Linked DNA regions of Pan troglodytes: region 2 is linked to region 1. The links are chromatin contacts, called in public Hi-C maps. All regions are on one chromosome and are shown on one strand. The core of a region is the stretch at or near the end of the contact, and the rest is flanking DNA. Distances in the headings are between cores, read along the strand shown. Region 1 overlaps CLYBL (citramalyl-CoA lyase). Region 2 overlaps PCCA (propionyl-CoA carboxylase subunit alpha).

What was found. A called contact is a pair of places that touch in the nucleus more often than the background predicts.
Region 2: a contact with region 1 is called in a Hi-C map of stem cell-derived neural progenitor cells, with 8 times the contacts expected there. The contact joins two enhancer-like sites. A contact is called at or near these places in 3 of 7 Hi-C or Micro-C datasets (induced pluripotent stem cells, lymphocytes and stem cell-derived neural progenitor cells) and 1 of 1 datasets of contacts at active chromatin or transcription factors (stem cell-derived excitatory neurons).

The regions. Positions count from the first base shown.
Region 1 is chr14:105,264,833-105,270,222 of NHGRI_mPanTro3-v2.0_pri, reverse strand. The region is part of intron 1 of CLYBL (citramalyl-CoA lyase); the gene reads right to left. Among named protein-coding and RNA genes, the nearest start is that of CLYBL, 53 kb to the right of the region's middle. Within about 2 kb of position 3,507, at least 15 of the 24 cell types and tissues checked have an H3K27ac peak or open chromatin away from gene starts, as enhancers often do. A contact at or near this core is called in stem cell-derived neural progenitor cells, where this site is marked.
Region 2 is chr14:105,839,793-105,845,997 of NHGRI_mPanTro3-v2.0_pri, reverse strand. PCCA (propionyl-CoA carboxylase subunit alpha) reads right to left here. Exons shown (of 24, transcript XM_001149000.7): 8 at 2,601-2,637. Among named protein-coding and RNA genes, the nearest start is that of PCCA, 150 kb to the right of the region's middle. Within about 2 kb of position 4,262, at least 4 of the 24 cell types and tissues checked have an H3K27ac peak or open chromatin away from gene starts, as enhancers often do. A contact at or near this core is called in stem cell-derived neural progenitor cells, where this site is marked.

The sequences.
Region 1 (5,390 bases), core at 2,258-4,757:
CCAAGGGGGTCAACAAAGTCCTTCTTCCAATTTGGGGTCATTCTTCCCTCCAGCACTGATTGGTCTCCCAATAAATTCCACATTAGCTCCTCCCTTCAGCTGCGGCAGAAACACTTGAACTGCCTTCTCTCTTCACAAAAGTTTAGTTTGCTGATTGGGCCTGAAACAAAGGGATGACAGCAGGGGCACAATTTATAAGGGGGCAGGGGAGGCTGACAGGCTATTGTGCTCTGGAGGCATCCACAAGCTGTTAATTCTATTTTAACATCGTTAATAAGACTGTTAACACATCAGACTTTGTTTAGAGACCTTGAAAACAACAACAAACTATCAAATGACCCACCTGAAATAAAATAGCAACCACTTTGGAAGCATCAAAATCATACTTTAAAAAAAGTCCTTAAAACAGTAAGACTAAAGAAAGGAAAAAGGAAATCTATTTCCGTAACAAAGACCCCAAATTCTTATGTTTAATAAACTTGGAGCATCCTTATTATTACTCTGATTATATCATCTTCAACCTATGGGTTTTCAAAATAAAAAAGTTATATTAAAATGGAATCACTTCCATGTGCATATGCAAAAAGGGATAAAAAATAAATATACAGGTTTAAAAAGACATTTAGAGTGAATAACTCGTCTGACAGAGTAACAACAGTTAATTTTGCAACAGAATAGAAAAATGTTTTGATCTCAGTTTTTCAAGAAGTAGGAAAACAATCTGTTACAAAAAAGAAGCTGTTTGATTGTACCCTCATGTCTAACTAAAAAAACTAGAGTAACTACAGTAAGAGTAAAAAGTTCTAATTCATGGTTTAAGGGAATTACAATTTTCTGGAAATTCATCTACTTTTTTTTTCTCTTTGCTTTGCTTTAGGGATTAAGACTATTCAAAGTAAAGAGTATTATGCTTAAAATTAAGGAGACCAAATAACTTGGTAATCAACATTCAACAATCAATATTGTTAAAGAAGAAATTATTTTGTCTGAATTTTTCGGTGTAAATGTGTTTTGTCAAAAAATTTTTTCAATTAAAATAGCATATTTTTAATGGGATGTTCTACTAAAATCACTAAAACTGACACTTAACTATTTTTTCATTTAAAGTGAAAAACCCAAAATATACTGCAAGAAATTTGTAGCAACATTTTTTAAAAACAATTTTTTTGGACACTGTATCTGAAATCTAATGATGGAAAAAATCGGAAGCATTCTAGATGTGACTTCAAGTACTGATTTTTCAACACACTGCAATACACATTTCCACATGTTAATTTTAAATATCCTTGCCTGTGATTGAAAGAAACAATTATTCAATACTCTTACAAGTACTGGTAAGGAAAATTTTAAAACCATGAGAAATTAGAATAGAATCAAATTATGTAGACGGGATACATAGCTTTTAGAACAGAGCAAAGAATTCTAGGGAATATTTAAATATGTTGAGTCCTTTGAGTGTGGCTGTTTGTTGGTGGCCATTGGTGGGTTAGAACTGGGGGAGTTAGTGAATGAAAGACTAGAGAGACTATTCGCAAACACAGACGTTAATATGAGAACACAGGAGTATAAACTTGATGGGTAGATGCGGGGGCAACTCTAAATGCATCCCTGCATTGAACACAATACAGAGATTGTGTTCTCAACAGGTCAAAGGACCAATGAGCAAACGCTGGTACAAGGCTTGGGGACTTGGGGCAACACAGTCCATGAAAGCATCAATCACCGCACGTTTTTAAAAGTGGAAACCGAGGCAGTTACCCTGAAGGATGACCGACGGAGGAATAATATTTGGCTACCACTGTTCAATTGCCTTTCCCAAACACAATGCTTTGCTTGTTTCTCCGGCTTCCTGCAATCTTTCATGTTTTAGATACACACATTTCAATCCAAGTATTTCAGTTGCCATAACAACTTCATAAATTTGTTCTCAGATGTCCTTTTTAATCACATCATTTAAAACAAGCTGGATGTGTCGCTGGAGTGCCTCAATTTATTCCATTCGCACCTAGCTCCTAAGGAGTCTGGTATTTGTTTCTTTTTCTCTAAGAAGCTCAAACACCTGAAAATAACATCGCTATCTCCTCTCTTGTCTCCACAGGCAAGGGAAGTTTTTTTAAAAATGCGTGTGTGGCCTTATTATTGAGTTTTTTAAATCCAGGTGATATTATGCCCAGAAATCGCCCCCTGGTTCACAGAAGAGAGACTGCTAACGCCACCCAGGTCTGTACAGCAGGCCCCTGCCCAGAGAATGCTGCTTTATTTCCACATATCAATTATTTATGCCGCCAAACAGGTTTTTGATAGAATCCTAGTGGTTTTAATTGGCTTCTGGTGACTATTACTATATAATACCTTTAAAATATCATCTACCTTATGATGGGAAAATAAAACTATGCCAATATGTAAGTTTTAACGGCATGCATTAATTTTTAAACTACTCCCGGATGTTTTAGGATTTCATGCCAATAAAGAATAGGGCATAGTATTCCTGGCATCATTAAATAAATGACTTTTGCCAACATCAACAAGCAAACAATAGAAAACAGGACTCCACCAACAAATGAAAAGGGGGTGTCAAAAAATTCAAGCCTGGCTTTTTGCATATGTAGTGAAACTGAAGGCACTTCCCCAGCAAGTATTGAAATGCACAGATAAGAACACAAAAGGCCTTGAAGTGGTTTGAAGGGTCGCAATTTGCTATTAAACACAGCAGATGGAAACCTGTGAAAGTCCACTTAACGGAACTTTTGAATGCTCCTGTGTGAAATCAAGAGTCATGCACAAGTTAGGGCAATCACTGATTCTACAGTTTTATTTTTTTAATTGCACTCTCAGTTTGTTAGAGGAGAAATACACACACACGCGCATATATATACACACACACAGACACACACACACACACACACACATAGCTTAGAGGATGATTTAGAAGAGGAATACTAATCCCCTGTCAGAAATTAAAATGCAAGGGTGAATAGCATGCAACTAAGTACCAGCAAAGAGTAAATATTGGTTATGTTTAGGAAAGAGCATAAAAACAGATGTGATATAAAGTTAGACCTTTCACTTCAAAAAATACTAAGCAACTAGTTCTTTGCCCCTGGGGGAAAAATCTCTTTTAATTATGTAAAAAGTGAAGAGACGGTAGTAGGATTCTTTACCTTTGAATACTAAATTAGGAAACAGCAGCATCAAAGGCAGGCTTGATCTGTTTTGCCTGAAAAATTAATAGGCTTTACAAGTCCTTTGCAATGGAGTCTAGGATTGCATAAAAAAAGAGGCTCTGGTGACACCAGCAGTCCCAGGAACAAAATGCAGCTGTGAAGGCGGGTTGGGGGTTGGGAGAGGGTTTTTGTTGTTTGGTTTTGGGGGATTTTTTTTTTACTTTTCTTTAATCAAAATGGATAAACCCGGCTGCCGAAACTCCGCAGAGAACCTGCTCTGCCCGAGGCTTCCTCCCCACCCCACCCCCTTGTTCCTGTCCACACCCCGCCCCGCTGCCTGTGGCCGAGGCCTGTCGCCGGGCTGGAGGGCCTGGCTACCCCAACTCCGCGGTTTCAAAGCGCAGAGAGTTGAAAGGAGGGGAGGCCGGCGTGGGGGAGAGGGACACCGGAGGAAACGCCTCAGAGTCCCCGGCAGCCTCGGGGTTTCGCGATGGTTCCCTCCTGGTCCCTCCTGGAAGTGGGAGGCGGACCCTGCGCTTTGCAGCAGAAACTTTCTGGGAGCCTGGAATTCTTGTCACCCGGTCCGCGGTCTCTCCAGCAGTGGGAGGAGCGCTGAAGGTGGTGATTACTATCGACAAACCTAAAATTCTTTCTCTTGAGAGCCCCCACACTATTCACCCCGAGTGGGCCTGCGGATGAAGCTGCTGGTGCCAAAAAGGGTAGGAGGGGGCGCCATGGCAGTCCCCTGCCGGCGGCCCCTTATGAAACCGGGCCGGTTGCTCTGCAGAGCGCACGCAGGCGGCCTTCTGCTCGCACATCGAACTGGCATCCTCGTCTTTTGTCCATGACGTCCCTGTGCCCCACTGCTGCAGCCGAGAGGGACCGGGGCACCAGCGGGCAGGGAGGGCTGGCGCGCCCCGCCAGGTCAATAGCAGGAAACCCCGAAGGCAGGGCGAGGAAGGCACGGGCTTGGGTTCTGCCCCGGACTGCGAGGAAACATGGAGACGCAGGGCGAGCAGCTCCTAAGGAAGCCGACTTGGCTTCTGTTCCTGGGAAAAGCGGATCAAGAAACTCGCTGAAGACCACTATTTACAGATGAGCCACAGCAGAGCTGCTTAATTCACTCAATAACAAACCTTAATTGCTCAAAACAAAGCAGCTAAGTCTCTTTAGAGTGCTTCAAAGGCCCTTCACATTGTAACTTGCAATATAAAATGTATGCAATATTTCCAAAAAAGAAAAAAAATTCAGAATCAAGGATAAAGTTAGAACTTTACCTTAATCTTCTTTTAAAGAGTTTAATTTTTTCCCCATCTCCCCCTCTAATTAGGTCAAAATTTAGATGTTATTATGATCTAACTACAATCTGTTTATTTTACTGCCTTTTTAAAAGAAAAGAGACATTTGTGCCTTAATCCTAAAAAGCCCCAAATCTGAATTTAAAAGAATAACATTATTGGACAATTATATGGAAAGTCAAGAAAGATTTTTGAAAGAACTATCAAAAGACAATATTTATATAGAATTCAAGCATTAGCGGTGAGCCTGACACAGCAAAACCATTGTATTTTCCACTAGTTTTGTTTTGCTCTATACAGCTGTGTTTTCACAGATGCAAAGCCATGTGTCTCCACCAAAAGGTTTAGCCCTCCCTTCAGATGTGAATGCGGATCAAAGGTTCAAACGCAGAAATACAAGATCCTTTTCCCTTTGGAACATGTTTTTATTTTTCTGCAGTGGCTGCAAACCAGAATTTCCATCTGTTGTCCTTCTGCAGTATACAGGTTAACCTTAACAGTGGGGCTCGGAGCACTGTTATCTCAGCTAAGAAGTGCACAGATGAAGCACGTCTGCATGTACCATCAGAGCAGCTCCCCAAGATGTCCACGCAGCTAAGACAGAATTGAACCAGGCAGGAGCAGAATCCATTTTAGTTGACATATAGAAATTAATTTTCATTTCTGTGCAACATCAGAACAGATGATGAATTTAAGATGGGGTTTTGCTTTCACACCACATGCACCTTGGTAAAGATAACAACATCAACCATGATTTCCTGTCTGTCCCTCCTCCTTCCTAGAGCCAGCAGTATGCAATAAGACATTTTGCATTTGAATCTCAGCTTGCTGAAAATTCTCTAACAACAGAAAATGATTTGATAAAACAACTCATTAATTTTAAGTATCTTACAATTTACCAACCCATAATTTTGAATGGAAATTTAAA
Region 2 (6,205 bases), core at 3,013-5,512, 580 kb before region 1:
TTGGGGAAGAATTAGAAGAAGGACAGGAAAGAGAAAGGAGTCATAAAGGATGTGCCCAAGTACAAAGAAAAAAGACTTAGATTAGATTAGGTAACTTCAGTAGGAAAAAATAAAAAATGAAAAGGAGGTAAAGCACAGCATTAAAATATTGAGGGAGGAAAGCAAAGTGATGAGAACTAGTTAGACAGAGGCCCATCATGATGAGCTGGTTATCTTAAAGGTGACAGGTTTATAACAAAAGTGGAAAATGGCCAGGTGCATTAGCTTATGCCTGTAATCCCAGCACTTTGGGAGGCTGAGGTGGGCAGATCACCTAAGGTCAGGAGTTCGAGACCAGCCTGGCCAGTATGGTGAAACCCCGTCTCTACTAAAAATACAAAAAAATTAGCTGGCATTGTGGTGTGTGCCTGCAATCCCAGCTACTCAGGAGGCGAAGGCAGGAGAATCACCTGAACCCGGGAGGCAGAAGTTGCAGTGAGCAGAGATCGCACCACTGCACTCCAACCTGGGCAACAAGAGTGAAAAGTCTGTCTCAAAAAAAAGAAAGAAAGAAAGAAAGAAAGTGGAAGAAAAGGCATAAAGGAAGCAAAGCAATCCACGGCCTGCTATTTACACAAAGGGAATGCTCGCAAGTCCAAAATTCACCATTCAAAATGTGGCACTGCAGTGTAACTGTAAATTTTCTTCTAATCCCTTTATTTCCCTAAATTTCTCTAAATATTGTCCTTTTATATGTAGATACTGTAATAATAATAATAACAGTATTATTATATCCAATGAGGTTGATAATAATATCTAACCTAGAACTAGAAAAAGAGCTTTTTAAATGTAAAGATGTCTGACAGGATGGAATTAAACTATTTTAGAAAACTATCCTCAAAAGCCAGTAGGTATATTATATGCCTCTTAGGCAATGAGGAATACCAGTGATTTCAAACCATGAACAGAAACTTTTGATTTTTCTCCATAAAGAAACCACAGAATCAGTTCTATATAGTCCAATTTATTTAGCAGTCGAGCAAATGTTCCTATGAAGTACTGATATGCTTTTTGAAATGTTAATGATTCTGAAAAAAAAAATGAAGAGATGAGGTAGTCAGATAAAATAAGATTTTCTACGGTCTGGTCTTAAATCCAGGACCTATATCAATAAGATAGATTTTTGCAAAGCAAACAACAAAACACACTTAATGATGGGCAAAGCCCAAATAATTTAGACAGAACCAACTACAAACAAGGATGCAATAAGCCAAACTGCTTTTCAGGTCACTAAAGACCTGCTAAGTTAGACTGTCCCATTTGCAAAGAACACGCTTACTAGTACAAGTGATCACTTCCAGACCAATAAGATATTTCTACATATCACAACTATATGAACTTTGCCAAATCAAATGCTCTCCAGAGGCAGAAAATAGATCTAAATAATCTTAGTGAGAAAACAGGCCTACAGAAATGTTCGTGTGGCACGATGAGATGCTTGGACTGAGGCGTGCAGGAATGCTGAGAAGACGCTGGGATCCCTACAAGCATTGCCTAATTTCTCTCATCTGTACAAATTTCTGTCAAATGTATACAATTACTGATTTGATTATTAAACCTGCAAAGTTATTTAACAATGTTGTTAATCCATATAATAGCATGCCCTTACACATTTTCTCAATTAGCAGATACCAAAAATAGTTCTCATGACCGCCAAGAATATTTTTAAAATTAAAAAGTTGCGAGCCGGGGGTGGTGGCTCACGCCTGTAATCCCAGCACTTTGGGAGGCTGAGGCGGGTGGATCACCTGAGGTCAGGAGTTCGAGACCAGCCTGGCCAACATAGTGAAACTCCATCTCTACTAAAAATACAAAAAATTAGCTGGGCGTGATGGCAGGCACCTGTAATCCCAGCTACTAGGGAGGCTGAGGCAGGAGAATCACTTGAACCTGGAAGGCAGAGGTTGCAGTGAGCGGAGATCGTGCCATTGCACTCCAGCCTGGGCAATGACAGCAAAACTCCATCTTAAAAAAAAAAAAAAAAGAAAAAGAAAAGAAATTAAAAAGTTGGGAAACACTGCCCAAATACAAGTACATGTAAAACAGCCATTAAAAACTCCTCCAGTCTACCTTTTATTCCAATTTAAATCATTCAGTTCTAATTTCCCACATCTATTTTATCTTTCCCATCTAACAAGATTAAGTTGATACCTAACATCTTAGCAAAAGGCAAAAACTTAAAGAACTATGTCACATATGGTATCTTCATTTTAATCCAAATGTTCTTAATTTTAACAAACCACATTCAACTATGTACATATAAATTGACATTAAACTTATATCCAATCTTTAGAATTCTTAAGACAATTCCTTCTTTGAATTAGCCTGTGATCTCATCTTACAAAAGAGCTATGTATAGTTAAGGTCAAATTACTCTTTAAAGTCTCCTTTAATAATAGAATTTGGCAATTCAACTGATACATTCTTCCAGAGCAACAAGTAATCAAAATCTAAAACTATTAAAGTATTATTTGCTCTATGGGAATTACTTATTACCTGTTGACTCAACCGTATCTGCTGAAAGACACAGAAATCCTACCAAAGTTAATTTAAGGACTTACCAATTTCCCTTGCAATTCTGACAGCTTCTTCTGCATCCTGTAAAAGCAGGAAATGAGACTCAACATTAATCCCATGAGGCATTGCACAATGTCTTTAGGGCAGTCATATATTGCACTACTGTCTCCTCCGATTCATTTAATGTTCAATTTTACTACCTTCTAACCCTTTTCATTCAGAGAAATGTAAAATTAATACCATAAGTGGAATGTAAATTCTACCTCATCATTATTATATTAAGAAACTCAAAGCAGTTGAAATGAGCTGGCAGGAAGCACTACCAGAATTGCCAATGATTTGGTGCAGTTGCCGGAATTTAATGGCAGAATTTAGATGTTTACAATCAATACTGAATCATAAATCAGGTCATTAAAGCTTGTCCGCAGCCAGCTTGTTTCTGTCCAATATTATGTGTCATGTTTTCCTAGATTCTGTCAGCAGGGGGAGTTGATTCTCTATTGTTTGGGAGTAGTTGATCAATTTTGCAGAAATATAAAAGTTAATTTCCAGTACCTACAGGAATTACGAATTGTTCCAAAAAATCCTTTTGGTAATCTGCATTACCTTTTCTTTTCTATTGTTTCTTTCTTTTTTTTTTCAGGTACATATTTTATCTCTACAATTGTATCTTGTTACATAAATTAAAACTTTAATTTCAATGAACCAACTACTGGAGGAAAAAACTCCAAAAAGCAAAAGAAAGAAAATACCTTCCTAAACAGTAAGGGGTAAAAGTTTATCCATTTAAGGATTAGTTATTGCTAAATATTAACCAATGCCACTTCTACCTCTAAGAAGATGAAAAGACAAAAACTTCCCTTGAATCTAAGTAATTTCACTGATCATTAACCCTCACCTAACACATCCAACACAGGACACTGCTGAATCATTTCCCCAAATAACAATAAAGATAATGTTGAAATCTAAGCCTCCTTCGTGTGTGTGGGTGTGGGTGTGGTGTGTGTGTGCGTGTGTGTTTGTGTAATTCAGTGACACAAACTAAACTACCACAAAGACTGACAATATTGTTTTGAAACCACAGCTGGTAAGTGTGACTGAATTTTTAGAAAATGACTAAAATGCTGAAGTGAAGCCCAGTGTTTTTTAAGCTTTTAAGCTAATACATTTAAAATGTAGAGCAACCATGTCAGAATCCTCCGAGAAGGGGGCGGGGGGGATGTTTATAACTGGTTCACTTATGTCTAATAAAAATCTTCCTTAAAGTTCTTCAGTACCTAATAACATCCCCTGAATAAGGAGGTTGGCAGGGGAAGTTGTCAGAAAAATTTAATTTCCTTTCATTAGCCAGTCTGCTCCACAAATAGGTGCTTGTTAAGTTCAAAGGGGTCCTGAAAGCGACATCAGTTTTAAGTTGTTTTTTTTTTTACTCCAAGCAGTCACATCTGCTAATGAGATTTTCCAAATAACAATTGTTTTCAAGTCAGAGATAAATCTATATCTCCCACCCTATGCCTTCGAAAATCAAGGTTTACTGCTTTATTACACCTTGCTGTTTTCGCTGACCCTACATTCTCCAAATTTTAGCTTAAAGGGATGAAAATCCATGAAAAGGGTCATTTAAGAATGTTAGTGGTTTCCACACATTGAGTTGGAAGGTTCTTTGTTCCAGCCAGTGACAGTTATTGGAGAATACTTCCCCTTAATAGCCTCTCTGTCAGGAAGTGTTAAACCTGCCAAATGCGAACAATTAGTGCCTCTTGAACAAAATACAGGAAGAGTGATGGCTGATGAAGACTGGATTATAATAAACCTAGAAGAAAACTTTTAACATTTCTTTCCAACGTGATGAGAGAAAATAAACTGCTATTGTAAAAAGTTCATCACTTGAGAGAACTAACAGGCAAGTTTTAAAAGGTAATTCAAAAATTCATTAGACATATTTTGTCACTTATTTGAATATACATGTTATAGCTGGGTGTGTATGGATATATAAAGCCATATCTATATCTGACACAGCAAATTAAAAATTCCACTGCCACAAATCCAACACTTCTATAGCATGCCACAAAGCAAGCTTATCTTTCAACTCAACAGCATGCTAAGTCTTCTTACTATGAAAATTAGATTCTTCTAAATGAACTTTCAAATAAAATCAAGCTGCCTTAAAAATTAACTTTTCACTTGTCACTCATTCATCCAAAAATACTTTACTGAGGACCTATTATGCACTGGACATTAAAAGCTCTATTACTGTTTCAATAATAAACTACTAAATATTATACACTCAGCTCCAATATGGTCTTTGAGAACATGAAGTTTTATTATCAGGCTCTACAAAATTACTTTCGAAGAGATAAAAAGCCCTATATAGCTCCAAATTCAATGGCACTAAGTGACATCACACTGTAAAGGTTGCCTATAACATCATAAGTTTAAAAAATTTTAATCAAACTCTGAATCAACTAAAAAAAGGACCAACAATCATCACAAAAGATTAAATTAAAAGCTCACAGAAAAACAGTTCCAGAAGCACAATATCTGTGCTCAGCCTTGCTCCTAATTACAGAAATACAAATTAAAACAATGAGATCTCACTTTTCCTCTAGCAAATTAAAATCTGATAATGGCCAGGATGACAAAGTTAAATACTTCTCATATTACTGGTGTCATAGAAAATGGGATAATCTTTTTAAAAAGAAATTGTCAGTCTCTACCGAAAGTTTGAGGACACGTTATCTTTTGTTCTGAAATTTTACTCCTGGGAAGTCATCCTACAGATATACCCACATGAGTGAACACAGAGAGACATACAAAGAAATTCATTATTTTGAATTCGTTGGTGGTGTTTTAATAAGAAAAAAATTCTGAAAAACAATTTAGTAAGCCTTCAACAAAGGACTGGTACATCCATAAAATGAAATATTAGCCTTTAAAAAGAATGCAGTTGATCTATATGTTCTTATTCAACCACTTATACATTAATTCAATAACTATCTGCCCAGCAACACTACATGAAATACATCTTCTGCCTTCATGGAGCTTATTACAAACTAATGAGAGAAACAGAAAATAAACAAATCAATTGATAACTAAAATAAATGTTACATAGAAACAGAGTACTCAGGCAAGAATACTAGGGAGAACTTCTTTCAGACAGGCTGCTCAGAAAGGGCCCTTCTGGAGTAAAATATTTAACCTAAGGATAAAGACATCTAGCCAGGCCAAGCACAGTGGCTCACACCTGTAATCCCAGCACTTTGGGAGGCCAAGATGGGAGGATCACTTGAGGGTAGGAGTTTGAGACTAGCCTGGGCAACATGGCAAGATCTCTATCCCTACAAAAAAATACAAAAATTACTGGGTGTGGTGGTGGGACCTGTAGTCCCAGCTACTTGGGAGGCTGAGGCAGGAGGATTGCATGAGCCCAGGAGGTCAGAGCTGTAGTGAGCCATGATGGCGCCACTGCACTCCTGCCTGGGAAATAAAGTGAGACTCCGTCTCTAAAACCACACACACACACACACACACACACACACACACACACACACACACATAAACATAAACAGCTAGCTACCATGGAAAGATCAGGGAGAAAGAACATTAGACAGAGGGAACCACACATATAAAAATCCTAGATGAGGAAGCA